3 separate regions of the Mus musculus genome follow, and all the other regions are linked to region 3. Evidence: chromatin contacts called from public promoter capture Hi-C data. All regions are on one chromosome and are shown on one strand. The core of a region is the stretch at or near the end of the contact, and the rest is flanking DNA. Distances in the headings are between cores, read along the strand shown. Region 1 holds the start of Zfp653 (zinc finger protein 653). Region 2 holds the start of Epor (erythropoietin receptor). Region 3 holds the start of Slc44a2 (solute carrier family 44, member 2).

Region 1 (2,700 bases), core at 165-2,664, 750 kb before region 3:
ACAGTCAAGTTATATGTGGGGAGTTGGGAGGAGGCACATGGTAGCCTCCAAGTTAGGGCTCAAACTTAGTCTCTTGATAGTATCTGAGCAGCGGGTGGCATGGCCAAGGGAAATGTAGAACATTTATGTGGCACAGGGAGCTGGCTGTGAACTCATGGAGGTGCTCAGAGTACGTCACAGTGGTGAGACACAAACTCTTCTCCTAACAGTGACAGAAGGCCCTGTCTTCGCCATGTGCATGGCTGGTGCCCATGATCAGGCAACATTGATCAAGTGGATCCAAGGCTTGCAGGAGACCAACCCAACCCTGGCACAGATCCCAGTGGTATTCCGCCTGGCCAGGTCCACGGGGGAGCTCCTGACAACTTCAAGGCTGGAGGGACAGTCCCCTCCCCACAGTCCTCCCAAGGGGCCTGAGGAAGATGATGAGACCATTCAGGCAGAGCAGCAGCAGGGGCAAAGTTGAGTCAGATAGAGCTGGCATGAGGAGAAAAGACTGGGCTGGTATGAAATAATATGGAGAAAATAAAAAAATCAAAACCTCTTCCCTGGCCCTGTGGCTTCCCTTCGTATGTTCTGCATGGGCTCTTTTGGGTTTACCACCTTGGGACCCTTTTTTAAACTTGTCTTTTCAAAAATTCCATTTATAGATGGGCGTGGTGGCACACGCCTTTAATCCCAGCACTCGGGAGGCAGGCAGACAGATTTCTGAGTTCGAGGCCAGCCTGGTCTACAGAGTGAGTTCCAGGACAGCCAGGGCTACACAGAGAAACCTTGTCTCGAAAAACCAAAAAAAAAAAAAAAAATCCATTTATATATTTATGGTATGGGAGGGATGTGTGGAGGTCAGAAGACCATTTGCTGGAGTCTGTTCCGATATATGACCCTGTGAATCTCGGAAATGTAACTCAGATTGTCAAGTATGCCAGCCATCACCTTACCTGCAGAGCCGACTTGTTGGCCTTTAAAAACATCTTTTAAATGTATTTACCTTTATTTTATGTGCATTGGTGTTCTGCATGTATATATGTTTATGTGAGAATGGTAGATCTTGGAATTACAGACAGTTCTAGCTGCCATGTAGGTGCTGAATTTGAGCGCAGGTCCTCTGGAAAAGCAGTGAGTGCCCTTAACCAGTGAGCCATTTCTCCAGCCCTTTTGAAAAAATCTTTAATCACATTGCCGAAGAATTCAATAGAGAGGCAAGGATTACCTGAGTTTCAGTACCCAGTGCCTCTACCTCCCAAATAACTGACTTGTCAACAGAACGCACTTCCATGGCCTGGGCCGGACGGACTACGCGCATGCGCAGCTATGGCTAGTTGTCCCCGTTTGGCGCCGCGGGCAGAGAAGACCCTGTGAGAAATCTCCCGGCGGCGCAGACTAGGCGCGCCACTTCCGGTCGAGGCTCCTAACAACGGGGGAGGCCGGTAACCAGGGAGGGGGGGATGGCGGAGCGGGCTCCAGAGCCCGGGGCGGAGGCGGAGGCGGGCGCAGGCGGGGAGGCGGCGGCAGAGGAAGGCGCGGCAGGCAGAAAGGCGCGGGGCCGGCCGCGGCTCACCGAGTCGGACCGGGCCCGGAGGCGGCTCGAGTCCCGGAAGAAGTACGACGTGCGGCGCGTGTACCTGGGCGAGGCGCACGGCCCCTGGGTGGACCTGAGACGCCGCAGCGGCTGGAGCGACGCCAAACTTGCCGCCTACCTCATTTCGCTGGAGCGTGGCCAGCGTAGCGGTCGCCACGGGTAAGGGGGCGCGGGGCCGGGAGAGGGAGGGAGGGAGAGAAGAAGCCGGGGGAGGGACGAAAAGGGCAGCGGCCCCGCCCCCGGAGCGTGAAGCCCCACCCCCGGGCCGCCTGGCGGCCCTCGGTCTCGGGCTTAGGCAACCCAGACCCCTCACGCGCCTCCTCGCGGCTCCGCCTCCGACCCATTGACTACCCAATGCAAGCCTGTGCCCCACCCCTCTGCCCGCCTTCGGAAGCTCCGACTGGCCCGTCTGAAGAGTCGACCCGCCTCCACTGGCCTGGCCTGGGGCTGGCTCTCAGGTGTAAACCTCCAAAGGTGCTGGGCACTCTGATTTTCTGCGTATGAGTGCCTTGCCTTCGTGGATATATGTGTACCACGTGCATGAACTACCTGCAGAGGTCAGAAAAGGGTGTCGGATCCCCAGAAACCACCATTGTGAACCACCATGTAGGTTGTGGGAACCAAACCCGGATCCTCAACAAGAAAGCAGCCTTAACCCAGCCACCTGTTTCAACAACCTTGTCAGGGTTACTTGTGTGCATCCTGAGTGCTGGGACTAAAGGCATGTGCCAGGCTTGGTGTGAGGGCACTTTTATTCTTGTGTATGTGTGCGTGTGTGGTGTATGTAGGCCCACATAAGGAGGTGGGAAGACAGCTTTGCAGAGCTAGTCCTCTTCTACCACGTGCCCTCTAGGGATCAGACTAAGACCATGAATGGTTCACCACGCTGTAGTTGTCAGACCTATTGGTAAACTGTCATGTGCAGCTTGCCACACTGAGAAGCAGGCTCTGAAAGTGTAGATGGCCTCTCCTGTTTGAGACTCAAGCATGTCTCTCTCAGTGTCCTCCAGGAAGAGACAAGGACAGCAGAAGTGCCCAAGAGTAAAAACCCCATGCCCTTAAGAACAGCTAGAAGGTGGAGCATTTCCAATAGAGGTTACTCCTGCTGTCTCACAGTG
Region 2 (2,700 bases), core at 134-2,633, 640 kb before region 3:
TATGTGTATATCCATATATGTGTCTGTTCATGTATGTATGTATCCATGCATCTACCCATGTATGTATGTATGTACGTACTATGTACTTATGTATGTATATGTATGCATCCACCTATCTCTGTATTTGGGGGGTTCTGGGGATAAACCCAGGGTTTTCCACCTGCTAGGCAAGTGCTGTACCACTACCCGCCATTCAACTTTGTTTTTTTTATTTTTAAGTATAGAAAGCACAGGTCTGGGGCTGGTGAGATGGCTCAGGGGTAAGAGCACCCGACTGCTCTTCCAAAGGTCCGAAGTTCAAATCCCAGCAACCACATGGTAGCTTACAACCACCTGTAACAGAGATCTGATGCCCTCTTCTGGTGCGTCTGAAGACAGCTACAGTGTACTTACATATAATAAATAAATAAGTCTTAAAAAAAAAAAGAAAAGAAAGAAAGCACAGGTCTGTGATCTGAGCACTCAGAAGCTTGGGTCAGGAGGATTGCCACAGTTCCAAGACGGCCTGGGCTATTTAGTGACATCCTGCATGGAAGAAAGCAAGCAATACTGGAGCTGTAGAGTTGGCAGAGCCCTTGCTCAGTAAGGTGAAGCTCTGGGTTCCAGTCCCAGCACCACATAGGTGGTGCATGCCTGTCATCCCAACACCCAGGAAGTGAAAGCAGGAGGACCAGGAGTCTAACATCATCCTTAGTTATTCAGGGAGCTTGATGTCAGCTTGGGATACACTGTCTCCAAAACAATCAGGGCTGGTGAGACGGATGGCTCAGGTGAGCTGGCTCAGCTGGTCAAAGATTTTTCTGCCAATACTGAAGACCTCAGCTTAATACCAGGAGCACAAGGCAGGAGAGAGCTGACTCCCCAAGTTGTTCTGTGCTGTCCACAAGCATCCTGCTGCATTTGTGCATGCACACACATGCACACACACACAAATGTAATTTTAAAAATAGTAAATATTTCATATTCCCAAATCCGTGTAATTCATAAACAGAAAACACCATAGCACGTGTCTGTCACGCTACACAGCCTGATTCCACTCACACACCCAGTTGCTAGTTGTCTTTAGGATTCTTATTTTGAACTGAGCTGGGGAAGAGATACTGGCTGGAGCGAGAGCCTCTCTTCCATCTGTGGCCTGCCGGCTGCACAGCAGGCTGGATTCACAGATGCCCGGACTAGACCTAGACGGTGAAACAACATAAGTCACTTGTCCGTGACCACATTAGCAAAGCCACCCGAAACAAAACTCTGCTGTCTGCCCCACCCCCTACACTGGTTTAGGCAGTGGCTGTGCCCAAGAAGGCCCCTGTTCCCTTGGTGGCTGTAGCTTATCTGTCCCCAGCCTGCAAGCTGGCCCCGCCCCCTGGAAGGAGCTGCCACTTAGAAGCTCCTGGTCAGCTGTGTCCGGCAGCTGCTGCTGACCCAGCTGTGGACTAGGGGAAAGGGGAAAGAGGAAAGGGAAGGAGAGGTGGGGGGGACGAAACAGGGGCGCTGGAGCCCTGAGCTTCCTGAAGCTAGGGCTGCATCATGGACAAACTCAGGGTGCCCCTCTGGCCTCGGGTAGGCCCCCTCTGTCTCCTACTTGCTGGGGCAGCCTGGGCACCTTCACCCAGCCTCCCGGACCCCAAGTTTGAGAGCAAAGGTAAGAACTGTACATGGGCAATGCTGTGGTCTGAATTCCCAGCCCGAGTCCCAGGGGCTAAATGTCCCCTGAACCTCCAGATGGGGTCCTAGGGGCCAAACTGGTGTCTGAACTCGATGAGGCATCTCAGAGTCTCCTCGCCCTGGAGTGATGCTCAGGGCAGAGGCTTAAGATTGGTTGGTTTGTTTGTTTGTTTGTTTGTTTGTTTGTTTGTTTGAAGCAGGATCTCGCTAGACATTCCAGGATGTCCTGGAATTGCTAGGATGAAAGGCATGTGTCACTCGCCTGTACTGTTTCTGGTTTTGAGGCGGCGTCTGTGTAGCCAAAGCTGCCCTCAGACTCATTATGTAATTGAGGTTGAGCTTGAATTCCTGATTCTCCTGCCTCCACCTCCAGTTGCTGGGATGACCTGCAAGAGCCAACACATTCGGCTCTGTTTCGTGTTTTGAGGGAGTCTGGGATATGGTAGAAATGGCAAGGGTAAGGTAGTGCTAGGTCCGCTCTCCTGGGGGAGGGGATCGAGCTCCCAGAGACTGTGAAACAGACCCGCTGCAGACTGTAAACTCAGTTTGGCGGGCGGATGGTGCTAGGTCCTTTGGACGGCTTGCTAGGAGGAGGAAGGGGGCGGGGGACACGGTTGGCGCTATCGGGGGACAGCCGGGTGCCTGCGGGAACCGATAGGAGGCCGAGTTCTCTGCGCTCACACACACCCGCTAGGGCGGGGCGAACAGCGCTCAACTTGCAGGGTGAGTGGGCGTGCGCACGGAGGAGTAGAACAAGGCAGGCGGGGTCGCTACTCTTGGGAGTTCTGAGGCGCCACTTTTGCAAGACCCCTCGAAGGCCCTTTTGGAGAAGAGGGCGGGGCACTAAAATTATCGGATCTGCACAGGCGACAAGAGGGAGGGTAAGGGCACCGTGGAAGGCAGACCTGGGCTTCCCTGATCTCCCCCTCCCCCCGCCATGGCTATCCCCTTTTCTAGCGGCCCTGCTGGCATCCCGGGGCTCCGAAGAACTTCTGTGCTTCACCCAACGCTTGGAAGACTTGGTGTGTTTCTGGG
Region 3 (2,700 bases), core at 12-2,511:
GACCTTCTAGTGGTCTGGGGGCTGGCAACTTCAAGCTGGGAGAGCCCTGAAAGGCTAGGTCTTGCTACCTTCCTTTAGGCCAGGAAGGGTGTGTCACAGCCTCTGGGACCTGTCTATTCTTTTTTTTTCCTCCCCCTGGACCGCACAGACCCAGGAAAGAGGAGGAAGGCAGAGAGCCTACTTGCTTTTCTAGTTATTTTTGAACCATTTCCGGCCCCCTCCCCAAGACTCTAGAGTCTAGCAGTTTCCAGGAAGTTCCAGTCACACAAAGTGGTATATCAGGGGGAGGGATAGAGCCCCTCTGCCAGAGTCTCAGCTATGCCTCTTAAGGCTTGTGGCCGATTTAGGCCCAAGGAACCTAAAATAGATAAGAGGAAGGAGGCTCAGAGTTCAACACCCAGTCCGTGGGAACCCGGAGTCGGGTAGGGTGAGAAATCCGCATCTTGGCCCCACCCCCAGCTCCAAGTGGCTAAGGCCACCTCAGGCCTTACTGAGGTCCGGGTCTCCTGGAACCCTTAAAATTACAGGCACCTGCAACAATCAGCACAGGCAGGGAAAGTTTCTGCATTGCTCCCCGCCTGCCCGCCTCGTCTCTGACCTTCCCTGTCGCATTAGGCACCTAATTCCAGTTATACGGGACTCTTCAGCCTTGCCTCAGTTTCCCCATCTAGTACTAAGCTTGGAGTCGCTATTCTGGATGTAAATGGCGAAGATGTGGAGGACACTTGGGTCTTAAGGAGACGGGACATGTGGCGAGGTCGGGCCCCATTCTTGCCCACACCCCAAGCTAAGATCGCCTCGCATCCCCTCCCCCGCCCATCACCTAATTCTCCCAGATAACGGGACCTCCAGGCGAGGAGCATGCGCCATAAGTCCCGGCTCATCGCTCAGGAAGGGAGTAAGCTTGAAGATCCCCGAAAAGAGACACGGGGGACAACCTGGGCTAGGGCCAAGAGCTCCGGCTGAGCCAGCGCGGGATGCAGAGGCCTGAGGACGCGGACAGAAGGGCCTTCGTACTGCCTGCAGCCACGAGTGTTTTGTTTTAAGGCTCTCAGATGTTGCCCTTCCTCAAAACCCCCTCCTTCCCAAGTCAGCACAGGCGACCTACAGGCCGGAGGCTACTCCTACCATAGACTGCGTCCTTCCGATCGTCCTCCATGGCCTCAACCGAGGAGAGCTGAGTCCGAAGCCAGCGCGACCCCAACCCAAGCGGGCGGGAGACACCGCGCGCTGCTGGCCCCGCCCTGCCCCGCCTGACACCGCCCCCAGCGCGCACGCCCAAGACAGCCCCGCCCCTTAGGGGCGTGCCCAGGGAGGGGCGTTGGGGGGCAGCCACCTTCTGGTTTCCAGTCCGCTCTCTCTGTGGACAATTAGTGTGTTGCATCTGCTGGTCAGTCATTCTTTTTGTTGTTGTTGTTTTGGGTTTTGTGGGTTTGTTTTTGTTTTGTTTTTAGACAGGGTTTCTCTGTGCAGCCCTGGATGTACCGGAACTCTGTAACACGGCTGGCCTGGAACTCAAGAGATCTGTCTGCCTCAAATACTGGGATTAAAGGTGTGCTCAACCACCGCTCAGCAAGTCATTCTTTGTCCAGGTACTGAGCGCTGACTGAGCTAGGGATGCAGAAAAAGTTGTCATGTGCTCATTCATCCTATTGGTAAGATTTTGAGAGTTTGAACACAAGTCAGAAAGGAATAAAAGAGAAGGAGTGGCATGTCCCTGGGCCTCTGGGTAGGAGGTTTACGACTTTAATCTTCCAATCCCAGCACTGGGGAGGCAGAAGCTGCAGGATCTCCTTTATTATTATTATTATTATTATTATTATTATTATTATTATTTTGAGACTGAGCCTCCCTGGGGTCCTAGCTATCCTGAAAGTTGCTATGTAGACCAGACTAAGAGAGATACCCATGCCTCTATCTCTGAGTGTGGGGTTTAAAGGTGTATGCCACCATGTCCAACCTTAAAAGGTAGTTTTGAAAAACACCTATCATTCCAGCACTTGGGAGATGAAGAAGGAGGCACAGTAGTTCCAGGCTAGCCTTAGCTACACAGGAGTTTGAGGACAGCCTGGGGTACGTGAGACCCAGTCTCAATAAACAAAAATTTTCTTTGATCAGTGGAAGGTTTGAAATGTTGACAGACATGATCTAAAATAAGTTCTAGAATAACAATGATTAGGGCTGGAGCGATGTCTCAGAGGTTAAGAGCACTGCCTGCTCTCTTCCAGATCCTGTCTTTCAGAGGACCTGAGTTCAATTCCCAGCAGCCACATGGTGGTTCACAACAATATATAATGAGATCTGGTGCCCTCTTCTGGCATGCAGGCATATATGCAAGCAGAACACTATTATATACAATAAAGAAATAAATCTTGAGAAAATAAAGAATGGTTAACCTAAGCCAGGCGTGGTGGGGCACGCCTTTGATCCCAGCACTTGGGAGGCAAAGGCAGGCAGATTTCTGAGTTCGAGGCCAGCCTGGTCTACAAAATGAGTTCCAAGACAGCCAGGGCTATACAGAGAAACCCTGTCTCGATAAAAACAGAAAGAAAAAAAAAGAAAAGAAAAGAAAAGAAAAAAAGCAACCTTAGAAGTTGCTGGGCAATGGTGGCACACACCTTTAATTCCAGCACTCTGGAGGCAGAAGCAAGCAGGCAGATTTCTGAGTTTGAGTCCAGCCTGGTCTATAAAGTGAGTTCC

Evidence for each region. Promoter capture Hi-C pulls out the DNA fragments that hold promoters and counts their contacts.
Region 1: a contact with region 3 is called in a promoter capture Hi-C map of liver, with 4 times the contacts expected there. The contact joins the promoter of Zfp653 here to the promoter of Slc44a2 in region 3. A contact is called at or near these places in 2 of 39 promoter capture datasets (both in liver) and 1 of 115 datasets of contacts at active chromatin or transcription factors (microglia).
Region 2: a promoter capture Hi-C map of hematopoietic stem and progenitor cells shows a contact between it and region 3, with 4 times the contacts expected there. The contact joins the promoter of Epor here to the promoter of Slc44a2 in region 3. A contact is called at or near these places in 2 of 39 promoter capture datasets (frontonasal cranial neural crest and hematopoietic stem and progenitor cells).

Annotation. Positions count from the first base shown.
Region 1 is chr9:22,070,090-22,072,789 of GRCm38.p6, reverse strand. Zfp653 (zinc finger protein 653) reads left to right here and starts at 1,414. Exons shown (of 9, transcript NM_177318.3): 1 at 1,414-1,741. The coding sequence starts at 1,449. Ecsit (ECSIT signalling integrator) reads left to right here. Exons shown (of 9, transcript NM_001253897.1): 9 at 210-544. The coding sequence ends at 466. It overlaps Gm16845 (predicted gene, 16845), which reads right to left and starts at 1,788. Exons shown (of 3, transcript NR_040407.1): 1 at 1,626-1,788.
Region 2 is chr9:21,962,259-21,964,958 of GRCm38.p6, reverse strand. It overlaps Epor (erythropoietin receptor), which reads left to right and starts at 1,383. Exons shown (of 8, transcript NM_010149.3): 1 at 1,383-1,642; 2 at 2,623-2,700. The coding sequence starts at 1,528.
Region 3 is chr9:21,319,280-21,321,979 of GRCm38.p6, reverse strand. It overlaps Slc44a2 (solute carrier family 44, member 2), which reads right to left and starts at 1,261. Exons shown (of 23, transcript NM_001359227.1): 1 at 1,129-1,261. The coding sequence starts at 1,159. Gm39302 (predicted gene, 39302) reads left to right here and starts at 866. Exons shown (of 2, transcript NR_166671.1): 1 at 866-1,390.